Regions from separate parts of the Zea mays genome. Here region 2 is linked to region 1. Evidence: chromatin contacts called from public Hi-C data. All regions are on one chromosome and are shown on one strand. The core of a region is the stretch at or near the end of the contact, and the rest is flanking DNA. Distances in the headings are between cores, read along the strand shown.

Region 1 (6,379 bases), core at 3,097-5,596:
GTTTTGGCACCCTGTTCATGAGATGTCGTGGCCGTCGGAGGAGCGCTGGAGCCTGGCGGAAGGACAGCTGTCGGGGCTGTCGAGTCCTTGCTTCCGTAAGGGGCTGAGAGCCGCCATCGTCATGGAGCACACGGGGCGCCATCATTACTTGTTTACGGGGGCGAGCCAGATGGGACGCCGGTCTTGTTCCCCGTAGCCTGAGCTAGCTAGGGGTAGGGTAATGATGGCCCCCCCCTGTGACGTGGTCGGTCCGAGCCCTGGGTCGGGCGAGGCGGAGGCTCCTCTGAGGTCGAGGTCGAGTCTGTCTTCCGTAGTCGAGGTCGAGTCCGAGCCCTGGGGTCAGGCGAGGCGGAGTTCGTCGTCTTCCGGACCCGAGGCCGAGTCTTGGGGTCGGGCGAGGCGGAGTTCGTCGTCTTCCGGGGCCGAGGCCGAGTCCGAGCCCTGGGGTCGGGCGAGGCGGAGTTCATCGTCTTCCGGGGCCGAGGCCGAGTCCGAGCCCTGTGGTCGGGCGAGGCAGAGTTCGTCGTCTTCCGGGGCCGAGGCCGAGTCCGAGCCCTGGGGTCAGGCGAGGCGGAGCTTTCTATGGCGCCCGAGGCCGGACTTGGCTGCTGTCAGCCTCACTCTGTCGAGTGGCACAGCAGTCGGAGCGGCGCAGGCGGCGCTGTCCTCTCGTCAGGCCGGTCAGTGGAGCGGCGAAGTGACTGCGGTCACTTCGGCTCTGTCGACTGACGAGCGCGCGTCAGGATAAGGTGTCAGGCCATCCTTGCATTAAATGCTCCTGTGATACGGTCGGTCGGCGTGGCGATCTGGCTAAGGTTGCTTCTTGGCGACGACTGGGCCTTGGGCGAGCCGAAGGTGTGTCCGTCGCCTGAGAGGGCCCTCGGGCGAGACGTAAATCCTCCGGGGTCGGCTGCCCTTGCCCGAGGCTGGGCTCGGGCGAGGCGAGATCGTGTCCCTTGAGTGGACCGAGCCTTGACTTAATCGCACCCATCAGGCCTTTGCAACTTTGTGCTGATGGGGGTTACCAGCTGAGATTAGGAGTCTTGGGGGTACCCCTAGTTATGGTCCCCGACAAGAATAGAGTGGAGCCGTTCCATTCTTTGTTTGGTTCGAGAACCGTATAGGTGTAGAGGGGAGGAGAGGAGGGAGAGCGCTCACGTCCGGAAGAGCGCTCGCATCCGGTCGTTTTTATGGAGTGAGAGCGTTTCAACTACTTATAGTAAATTTTCATATAGAGATCGAGGAGCCGATCCACTCTTATTTTGTTGGAAACCAAACATCCAGAAAATTAGAATGGAGCCATTCTATTCCTCCTCACTGCTCAACCAAACACACCCTAAGTATCACAAGCGATACGTAAGAAGGTGACCATACAGCTGATCAGCCTCTAATACAAGAGTTTGCTTCAAAAAATGTAAGTTAAGAAATTAAGTAGTTCAGAATTGAGTTTAAGTATGAATGATATCAAGGAAGAGAGCGTGGGTTCGGAGTTATGGTCGGTGGCATAACAATCTATTGGGGTTGTGGCCATATTTTTTTTTTCACTTGCATAAATATCCAAGGGGCAACACGATGTTTGTCCTACACTCTTACTGTCAAGATATCCGATTTATTAGAGCATGTATAACCTCATTAATTGAGGATTTTTTAGGAGTCTTTAAAGGGTTAAATGCAAAAAAATAAAAAAGACAGGTTCTTTTCACAAATTTCTATATATTGTCTTAACTGCATTAATGTTGGGGCTTAGAGTTGTATGGTGCATTTTTTAGCCATCTCTTTTAACTGAAAAACCGAGCATAGGTTTACATGCCATTAATCTATATATAGGCCCGGTTTGGCACAGCTTATTTTCAGCTTCTTCACAAATTTAAGCTGAAGTTCTGCCAAACAGACAGCTTCTGCAGCAACTTATCGGTTCAGCTGCTTCTCAAAATGAACTAAAAGCCATATGCTTAGTGAAAGAAGGTCGCTGTTGTCGGTGTGCATTTTTTAGCCATCTCTTTTAATTGAAAAACCGAGAATCTAATTCATTTGACATCTTTCAGAACCTCAAAGTTATAATTCTAATCTATACTATACTTAAAGCACCAGTTTCAACGGTCGCCCCTCGTCATCTTTTTACAAATAACCTCTCACAGCTATTTCAAATTAATCCGTTGTCCGCCTATAGATGGCCAAACGGCGGCCCAGCATGGGCCAGACGCCCACCGGCCACAACTCGGGCCTATGCACGTTATGCCGGCCGACTGACTCAGTCAGTCCAGCCCGTTAGGCCGTCGGCCCATTTGATTAAATCAGCCTAAAATGTTAAAAAACGGTGCAGGAGGTGGGGTTTGAACCCATGCCCCTGATGGAACAAAGGCGGGAGACATTAGGTGAAGTTGACTTACCGGTATAACATCATGCTCAGATGTTTTTAATATTGAATATAAATTGTATATATATGTATATATGTTTTTTCTAAAATAAAAAAAATATAATCGTTTTTGACCGGACCAACACTACGGGCCGAAGCTACAGCCCAAGTATGGCACGACGTTCTTGGCTCTTGCAAGCATTAGGTCGTTTCTGAGACCACATTGGCGCAATAGACTCCATGGTGTCTAAGGTTGCTGAATTGGATGGAGCAACAATGATTTGTCACACTAACAGGAAAATGAAAAGATTATTTGTTGGTTTAAACGTTAGTAATTGCTACGAAGTAGCACAATTTATATGGAGCGCATCCAGTTTTTATTGATGCCTCACTTTAGCATTCACTTCATATTTTGACTCATCTTTTTTATAAGTTTGAGTTCATGTTACTTATTTTAGAAACTTGAGCTCACAAACTTTCTCTTATTTGGTCTCTGTATGATGGAACTATGTCATTTTATAATCTCTGTTCATTCAGTCAGTCATTGTGAACTCTTTTCTAATCGCTCACTTTATTGGCCGTGTTGTACCATGACATATTGCATGGAGTAAACAATAACATCAGTTAGCCAAATAAAAAAATATTATACGGAAAGCAGAGACAATCAATAAAAATTCTTGAATTTTTTTGTGGGTAGTTTACGTGGGTATCATTGTAAGTCGTCGCAACGCACGAGCAACCGATTAGTCCTAGTTAAATTCTTGGATTTGTGGCAGTACATCTTAAAAGTCTAAGCAGAGTTGAGAGCCTGGCTGCGGTCGGCTAGCTCGTCTGCACAAGCACGGGACACGCCGCCGTCCGGAATGGACGGTTCGGAGAGAGGTCGCGTGTTGCCGGCAGCGGACGGAGGCAAACCAAAGCACGCGGGGAAGTGAATGGAACACCCAACGGACCTTGCGCGGTACCGCCCCGAGCCTGACGCGAGCTCCGTCCCGTCGTCCGATCCATCCCGAGGGATATTCGGCTGTGTGACGTACGAACGCGAGCAAGTGCCAAGTGGTGGTGGTGAGCGCGACGTGATCCAGCGGCGGAGTGCGTCGGGCGTCGGCGGCGGCGTACCGGTGGTGCCCCCAACCGAACCACAACGTGTCGACCGCCGGGCCGGCTGCCGATCGGACGGGCTGCGGTGAGTTGTGACTGTCAATGTGACCTTACCTTGGGCTTCGCCCGTTCGCCGCCGGTACTCGCGCGTTTATTCGGGCGCTTGCTTTGCTCCTTCCCCATGCGGCGGGGGGACGGCTATAGATGTCCAAACGGGTCACCCGGCACGGACCCGGCCCGAACCCGTTTCGGCCCGGTACGAATAGGGCCGGGCCAGGCACGGCCCGTTGATGCTTCGGGCCGGGTCGGGCTGGCCCACGTGCCTAGAGACATGCCCAAACCCGGCACGCACAGGGAAAAATCGTGCCGGGCCGGCCCGTTGGCCCGATGGGCCTCAACGGACCGGGCCGGGCACTGGCCCGAACCAACAGTAGAACGGTATATAAATACATATATTTAACATAATTAATCATATATAATAACATATTATTTATATATATTAAGACAACAAAATATTTATGTATGCATTTTATATTTATGTATGCATTTTATATATGTTTGGCCGCGTATTTAGTATTTACATACTATGAGAGAATTAAATGTATTTACATATTTAGTATTTACATAAATATGCGGGCCGCCGTCGTGCCGATCCATTTATCGTGCCGGGCCGGGCCAAAGCACGCGGGCCGCCGTATGTGCCCATACCCGGCCCGCTAAACGGGCCGTGTCGGCCCGGACCCGTAACCGACCGTGTCGGGCCGTGTTTGGACCGGGCTAAATTCGTGCCGTGCCACGGGCCAAACGGGCGGCCCGCACTGTTTGGACATCTATAGGGACGGCCTGCGACGGACCGGAGGGCGAAGAGGGGTGCGCAGATCTGATCGGGCGCCGTGACCGCTTTATCCGCACGTCCCGTCCGCTCATCGTGGTGTTGGGGATGGGATGGGGGATAGATCAGATGCGTGACGCTTTTTCGTTCGTTTGTTTGTTGTGTTGCCTTGCAACCTGCAACCAATGACCAATGAAATCAATCCGTCGGCGTCACCCTTTCTTCGAAATTTGCCTACCCCTTGCTTCCCATTACAATAAAGGAAAGGTTAACGTGGTCCGGTGGTTGAATAGTGCTGTGTGATGCTGAAATCCAAGATAAAAAGAAATGCACAACTACGCCGTTCAGGCCTTGCACGGACCGTGAAAATAGGCGCACGCTCGTTTGGGCAGAATATGTACTCGAATGGACGGAAAAACGTGCGCCGATGTCGGATTTCTCATGTGTCCAACTGTGACTTTGAGCTGTGCACTGCTCTTTCTTCAGGTAAAAAGCGGACGCAATCTTATTTGGGCCAACACCATTACAACGCGTCCTGCTTACCTGGCCCATCAGGCTCAAACGAGAGCCCATTTGCTACAGTATACGTGGCACCTTCCTAACGTCGGCCGTCCTGGCCCAAATATTCATTGCTGAACACACTCTACTACGCCTTTACTAGAAAATCTTTAGGCAAATGTGGCGTATGTATTAGACGCAGGCATATTTCACACTAAACTTTGCCATTCTAAATCAAACTTGAGTTGATTCTGCGGATGGACACCACGAGAAATTACATCCTAAGTAGTAAGAGAAGTTATAAGCATGATGTTTATACTCTTTTAGTTAATGCTTGTTGCACGTATTTTTATGTTGTTGCACGTATTATTTGTGGTAGCTAATAACCATGTCTAGTCTATGTATTCCATGAAATGTTCAACACAAGTTTCAAAGGTAAGGCCAGCACCAATTATGTAGCTCCTACTATTTCACCTACCGTCTAAGTATATCTGTTATGCAGACTTAATCTTTTTGTTATAACTATATGGTTAAGGTACATCATAGAAGCAGAGTTAGAATCATAAGAGCCCACTACACTTTTGTTGTTCTCCCACCTAACTATACCTTACTAAGTTATGCTTGAGCTACTTTGAACTTGTTTCTTCATCCTTCCTATATCTAATATTTGAGATGGGAAAGATAGGCATACTGAGAAAGCCACGGGAACATGCACTTAGGGACGACATGGTGGCAATAGATAGCACCTTGTAGTCAGCGTCATGTGACAACACAACATTAGAGGATGGTTGCGATGTTGTCGTCCTCCGGCTACAAGACAACAAAAGGCAGGCAGCGTCGGGTGGAAGAACACTGAAGTCCAGGGCGACAAACCATAGAAAAAAAACCTAGAAACCATGTGATTTGCACTCTCATTGCTTCCCCCTCCGATGTATAAGATGAGACATGGGCTCCTATAGAAGGGATTGGACCCTATAACACACTGATATCTATCGACCAACTTTCAAGAAACCAAACCCAAGATTAACATAGTGCTGCCCCTACATCTTTGTCCCTTATCCATGGTAAAAACTTAGTTGAACATTCTTCACATGAAAAACATCACTGCTGAACATAGAGCTTAGACACCTGAATCAGGATAAGCACCTTGTGTGTTTGAGTGCTTAAGCGACCAAAGATATACAGATCGACCCACATCAAACAACCTGATTATTTTTATGGTTACAAACACATGAGACATGACATGACCTAGTGTGGCAACATGGGTGCTACACCACACCGACGATTTAACATAGGCAGACACGAGATAGTATGGTGCAACGCTACAAAGCTACATGAGTAATGCGGGGCATGTGCAGTGTGTGTGGTGGTGAGAACGACAGTGAGAGGTGGATGGACAAATAATGGGGCAATAATACAACTTTAGGAACCCGAGTGTGCAATTGCAAGTATTGAGACCGAGATGAGAACTCAAGATAAGTTTAGAGAGCTAAATATGACATTTGAAAAAACTGAGGTAAGAATAAAAACTTGGGGCAAATTCGAGGGCCTCTAGTAAAATTTACTCTTTTTATTATATTTTGGTCTGTGCA
Region 2 (5,999 bases), core at 2,564-5,063, 64 kb before region 1:
ACGGTCCGCGGCCAGGGGCCGGACGGTCTGCGACCTGGCGCAGGGGCTAGAGTTTCCTGCCTGACGGCCGGACGGTCCGCGCCCTGGGGCCGGACGGTCCGCGCGTGCGCAGGGGCGGCGAAAGATCGCCGGCGGCGCCTGGATCTCGCTCCCGGGAGGGACCCCGCCGGGGAGGAGAGATCCTAAGAGTTGTCTAGGCTCGGGCAGGCCGACCTAGACTCCTCTAATCCACGTAGAGTCGAAGAGAGGCGAAGAATTTGGGGATCGGAAGGCTAAACTAGAACTAGACTAGAACTACTCCTAGAAAATAAATGCGAAATAGAAGTGTTTTGATTCGATTGATTATGATAAATCGGCCGTATACCTCTCTATTTATAGAGGAGGGGGCTGGACCCTTTACAAACTAATTTCTGAGCTTATCCTGAAATTCTCGCCAATAAACATAGCAAAAAAAAATCGGAACCCTAATCTGTTCTGCGCTTGCGCGGACCGGACCATCCGCCGCTCATTTTGGCTCCAAACACGGGCCCTAAACTGTTTTTTTCTTCTTCGTGCAATACAATTTTTATAGAGCACCTGGTGGAACCTGTTTCTGGATTTTCCAAACGAGTGTAAACAGAGAGATGTTTCTATTTCAAGGGAAGATAGAGAGGGTATGCTAGTTAGTTGCTTCAACCAGCCGCTTATAGTTTTTTTTCCCCTACAGATCAAAGGAGCTCTTTCAGTTTTCCACGTTCTGAGAACTCCATGTCGAATGCGCCAGATTTCTGTATGACTGTATCTGGAAGAACGAAGACACCTTGGATGACTTGTTTGTTGCTTGACGGTGGGTGATGGCGTGATGATGCCCGTACCGGCGCCTACCAGCGTAGAGCTTTTCGTGTGGCAGGGCACAACTCTTCCGTCGCCATACCACCTATCTTTTTTCTTTTTGACCCCAATCGTTTTCTTTCGTGGGGGCCTCGGTGGCTCTCCTGCTCTAGCAGGTCTGGGACATGGGAGCACGAGCGAACGTGGTCGCATTATAGATAGCCCCTTTGGTGCTCAGGAAGAATTCGAGGGAGAACTTTCTTCAAGGTCTGTTGCGCTTGCTGGGTTTGGGCAGGGGTTAGGCAATGTTTAAGCAAGGGATTGTTAGAGATGTTTAGGACAGGAGACAGTTGATGTGGGCGACAAGACACACGGTCGCTGCAGTTTCGTTGCGTAACATCACAAGCATAAAGCCAGATGGTGAAAGCTCACGCGTAAGATTTCTGTCAAGACCGGTGAGGAAAGCACGCCTTCTCTACGCCTACGGGTATGAGTGACTCGTACCGCCCCATCCAAACCGGAACAGACGAAGCTGCAGACCATACCATACAAAAATTCTCCATTGCCTCTCCAGGAGCTCGGAGGCGGCGGCGGTAAGTCTGTGGACGTATCGCCGGAGTTAAATCTGATTGAGAGGGTTAACTAGGATAAAAGTCCAACGCTAGAGCGGCCCGAACCTACCCTCTCCTCTCTCCCATAGGACCTACCTATTCTGTTTTTTTTCTTATAAATATTCACTTATGGTCTAATTTCTCGTATTACAAAACTTTAAATATCAAAAATAATTTCTCGGAGGTTGCATCCACTCCTCTCAAAGTCCAAACATAAGCAAAGTCGGAGCATAACGGTAGATTCAGGTGAGACACCCAGTGGAACAGCAATACTGGAGAGACGACACAAGCTCACTGGTGGAACAGCGATACGGGACCTCTCGTTTTCTTTGCCAAGGAACAACGTTTCTGAAACAATTACAAGCTCCACGTGATGTTTAGACCAGATCATCTTTTCCGTATGTACAGACAAGTATCCTCCTAGCCCCACAGTATAAAACCATTTCCAAACTTGCTGCGGCGTTACATGGTAAAAAAGAAAAGGTTGTCCAGGAAGGAAAATATAGGCTGCCAAAGACAAAACAGTCTGCTCGAATTCCCCTGTTTCTATACACCTCCGTGGGAGCCCGGCTTTGTGATTGCCTTCATTCACATCGACATGAATGAAGGCTTGGGAAGTATATGCCCTGCAAGAAGTAGACAACACCAAAGGTCATATTTACAGTGTTGTGCTGGACACCCAAACAAGTGAAACATGTATAAATTCTCTGTACAATGACAACGACGTAGGACTGGCACTAAGGGAATAAAGATAATGTAAGTCCACCGACGTGGAGTGATTCTAGATGGTAGTACCAGTTCACGTAGGACTGGCACGGTTAGTCTATCTGCTTTGTACATAAAAGAAGAAGAAAAATAGACTATAGACTTATCACTTGCTTAAATATAATAATTTTTCTAGTCTAGAGATAGTCGAGGCCGGTGATGATACTGAGGTTAAATTGTACGCTTATGTCAGTCTTGTATCTCTAATATTCTGTCCACATTGGAATATATGGCAGCTTGATAGTGAAATGTTGAAAAGGAAATGGTACAGGACGAGCCCCACTTGTCTGCTGCTTTTCTGCTCTTTAGCTAAGAGTCCAGGAGAGCTCTTGTTCTGCAAAATCATGAATCCTACCTAATATTGCCTTCACTGAAAGCATTTTTTTTTCATAAGGAGCCATCCCTGTCTCCCGTGATCCCATCAGCATGAATGAATAAATATACGAAGGTTTTCTTTTCCCCCTTGATCTAGAATTTTGACTTGCACTAAGCAACCAGATAATAGAATTCCCATTTCACCTTTTTGACTTCACATGCATATTTCTTTACCTAAGCTAACTTACAGAACTACAGTTATCACAATCAACTACAGTTATCACAATCTTTCCGGATCTAACTTACAGAACTAGACGTCTAAACCACACTCAGAATGAACTCGCAATGGCTTGCAGCAACAGGCAGCGGCCATCACTTGCTGGACCACTTTTCCCCTCTGTTTCCATGGGTTGGGCGGTGCCGGGCACTTAAATCCTAAGCTAGTTTTGTTAGCCAAGCAATAGAAAATGTAAAAGTGAGGTATAACACTTCTCCAACTAATTCCTGGAGGCTTTTCACATCGTCTGGAAATCAAATAGCCACGTCTGATGCCCTCTTTAACTAAAATATCCAGAACTGTCTTATTCCTCACTTGCAGCAAGAACCTATTCCAGCTTCAACATCCACAGAAATTTCAAGCGCCCCCAAAAACTTAGTCCGGTGCTTCATCAAAATCTAAGCGAAGGATGCCAAATTTGGCGCAACTAGCCCCGATCCGAGTAAATGAAAACGACCGACTCTTGTGTTCAACAGGAATCACGTCGAATTCTTCACTGGGTTCGGATATTGAGCACCCCCTCAAATCATACAGTAAGGGAAGGGGGCAAGTGGGGTCGTTTCGTCCCCAAACATGTAAATCGGCGTGATCACGTACATGGGGAGGATGCTTCCTTGGGCGAGCACGCGGCGGAGGGCCAGAGGAGGATGGCCCTCCAGATCCCGGAGAGGTTGGTGACGAAGCCGACGAAGAGGAAGAGGAAGCCGAGCCCGACGACCCAGGGCATGAGGAAGAATCCGAGCATGAAGGTGACCGAGCCGCAGAGCATCAGCGCCATGGACGCGCCCAGCAGCATGGACGCCACCCCGGCAGGTGTCACCTGCCGCGGCAGCAGCGGCCGCGCCCCCGCCCCGTCGTCCGGCGACGCTCCGAGGACGGTCAGCAGGAGCGCGCAGAGCTCGTAGAGCAGCCGCGACTGGTGCGCGTCCGCCGCCGCAGCCGGCGCCGCTGGCCTCATCACGCCGTCCCTGGAGCCTCGGAGGGGATGAGATGGGATGGGGGTGGGGAGGCCGAAATGGTGGTTTGCTTCGCGTTGCTTTTTCTCTTTGCCTTGCGGCTTTTTTTAGTTGAGTGGGGGTTTGCACTTTCCTGCAGCGGAAAGGAAGACGCGAGGCGGAGCTGGAGACCAAGGATTGGAAGCATTGAAGGGAACATGGGCGCTGTTGCTGTTGAAATACTGCTGGGGCCACCAAGAGGATAATGCCGGACGTATTCTTTATTGGTTGGCTGATTTCGCGGTGACGTGGATAACTGTGCGGCTAGTTGGTTGCCTACTAGTCAAAGTTTTAACAATTCCGCGAATTCGGGTTGAATTTGAAAGAAAACCGTTCAATTCTAGCTGCTGCTCCAGGCTCCAGCTGATCTCGAAGTCGAAGTGGTGGAAAACAGAACAAGAATGTTGTTCGGGTGGTTTTAACTAGGGATCAAAAACAGAAACCGTAATTTTCGGTTACCAAGAATCGTTTTCGAAATTTTACCAAAATTTAGTGCTAAACGAAAACGTTTACCGAAAATATAGAAACGAAATCGGTAGAAAAATACGGAAACGGAAACGATTTGGGTCCGAAAATTACCATATTTATTCGATATTTTACCGTTGGTAACTAATTTGGTCATTTTTCAGAAAATATTAAATCTGAACTAATCTTTGTAAATGTATAGTAAATTCATTTTAGCTTAAAAATATGAATCTAATTTTATTAGTTTTCTAAAATCAAGAACTATCTAATGATATATATAGTTTAGAGTTGTTTATAACTTTTATTGATCTTGTTTATAGTTTCTTTCCGGTTATTACTCTTGATACATCTATACTATTCTATTTATATTAAGAACATAACGTGGCCACCTGGTGCTACAAGATCTTCACTGTGCAGCCAGCTACTGCGCTGCCCAACACTCGACCCCCATCCGCGTAAAAAATACTGCAAAGCGAGCACTCGAACCCACGCCCTCTACTCCAGAAATTTGGGACTAACCACCAGACCACATATAGCTTAGTGTTTACAATTATATTTGAATAAATATCTCAATACCTATTTATATGATATATATAACAATCGTAGCAAAGTACGGGCAACTAGCTGTCGGGGACCCCCAAGACTCCTAATCTCAGCTGGTAACCCCTATCAACACAAAGTTGCAAAGGCCTGATGGGCGTAATTCAGGTCAAGGCCTCGTCCACTCAAGAGACACGATCTCGCCTCGCCCGAGCCCAGCCTCGGGCAAAGACAGCCGACCCAGGAGGATTCACGCCTCGCCCGAGGGTCCCCTCAAGCAACGGGCACACCTTCGACTCGCCCTTGGCCCAGCTCGGGCAGGCTTCGCGGAGAAGCAACCTTGGCCAGATCACCACGCCAACCGACCGTATCGCAGAAGCATTCAATGCAAGGATCGCCTGACACCTTATCCTGACGCACGCTCCTCAGTCGACAAGGCCGAAGTGACCGCAGTCACTTCGCCGCTCCACTGACTGACCTGACAGGAAAACAACGTCGTCTGCCCTGCTCCGACTGCTGTGCCACTCGCCAGAGTGAGGCCGACAGCAGCTAAGTCTAGCCTCGGGCGCCATAGGAAGCTCCGCCTCGCCCGACCCTAGGGCTCGGCCCCCGCCTCGACCTCGGAAGACGGTCTCCGCCTCGCCCGACCCCAGGGCTCGGACTCGACCTCGACTCCGGAAGACGGTCTCCGCCTCGCCCGACCCCAGGGCTCGGACTCAACCTCGACCTCGGACGATGGTCTCCGCCTCGCCCGACCCCAGGGCTCGGACTCAACCTCGACCTCGGACGACGGTCTCCGCCTCGCCCGACCCCAGGGCTCGGACTCAGCCTCGACCTCGGAGGAATCACCGCCTCGCCCGACTTTGGGCTCGGACCGACCACGCTACAGGGGGGGTCCATCATTACCCTACCCCTAGCTAGCTCAGGCTACGGGGAACAAGACCGGCGTCCCATCTCGCTCGCCCCGATAAAACAGGTAATGATGACACCCCGCATGCTCCATGACGACAGTGGTTCTCAGCCCCTTACGGAAGCAAGGAGACGTCAGTAAGGATCCGACAGCCCCGACAGCTGTACTTCCACAGGGCTCAAGCGCTCCTCCGACGGCCACGACATCACATGAACAGGGCAGCAACACCTCTCCGACAGCCACGACGGCATGTGCATAGGGCTCTGGCTCCACTCTGCTAGACACGTTAGCACATTGCTACACCCTCCATT

What was found. A called contact is a pair of places that touch in the nucleus more often than the background predicts.
Region 2: a Hi-C map of leaf shows a contact between it and region 1, with 2.9 times the contacts expected there. The contact joins the promoter of LOC100276408 here to the enhancer-like site in region 1. A contact is called at or near these places in 5 of 25 Hi-C or Micro-C datasets (bundle sheath, ear, leaf and 1 more).

What each region holds. Positions count from the first base shown.
Region 1 is chr7:142,913,923-142,920,301 of Zm-B73-REFERENCE-NAM-5.0, reverse strand. No RefSeq gene overlaps it. Among protein-coding and RNA genes, the nearest start is that of LOC100217221, 8.5 kb to the right of the region's middle. Within about 2 kb of position 4,346, at least 20 of the 20 cell types and tissues checked have an H3K27ac peak or open chromatin away from gene starts, as enhancers often do. A contact at or near this core is called in bundle sheath, ear, leaf and 1 more, where this site is marked.
Region 2 is chr7:142,977,578-142,983,576 of Zm-B73-REFERENCE-NAM-5.0, reverse strand. It overlaps LOC100276408, which reads right to left and starts at 3,813. Exons shown (of 2, transcript NM_001150211.2): 1 at 3,376-3,813; 2 at 1,717-2,047. The coding sequence starts at 3,736. The coding sequence ends at 2,010.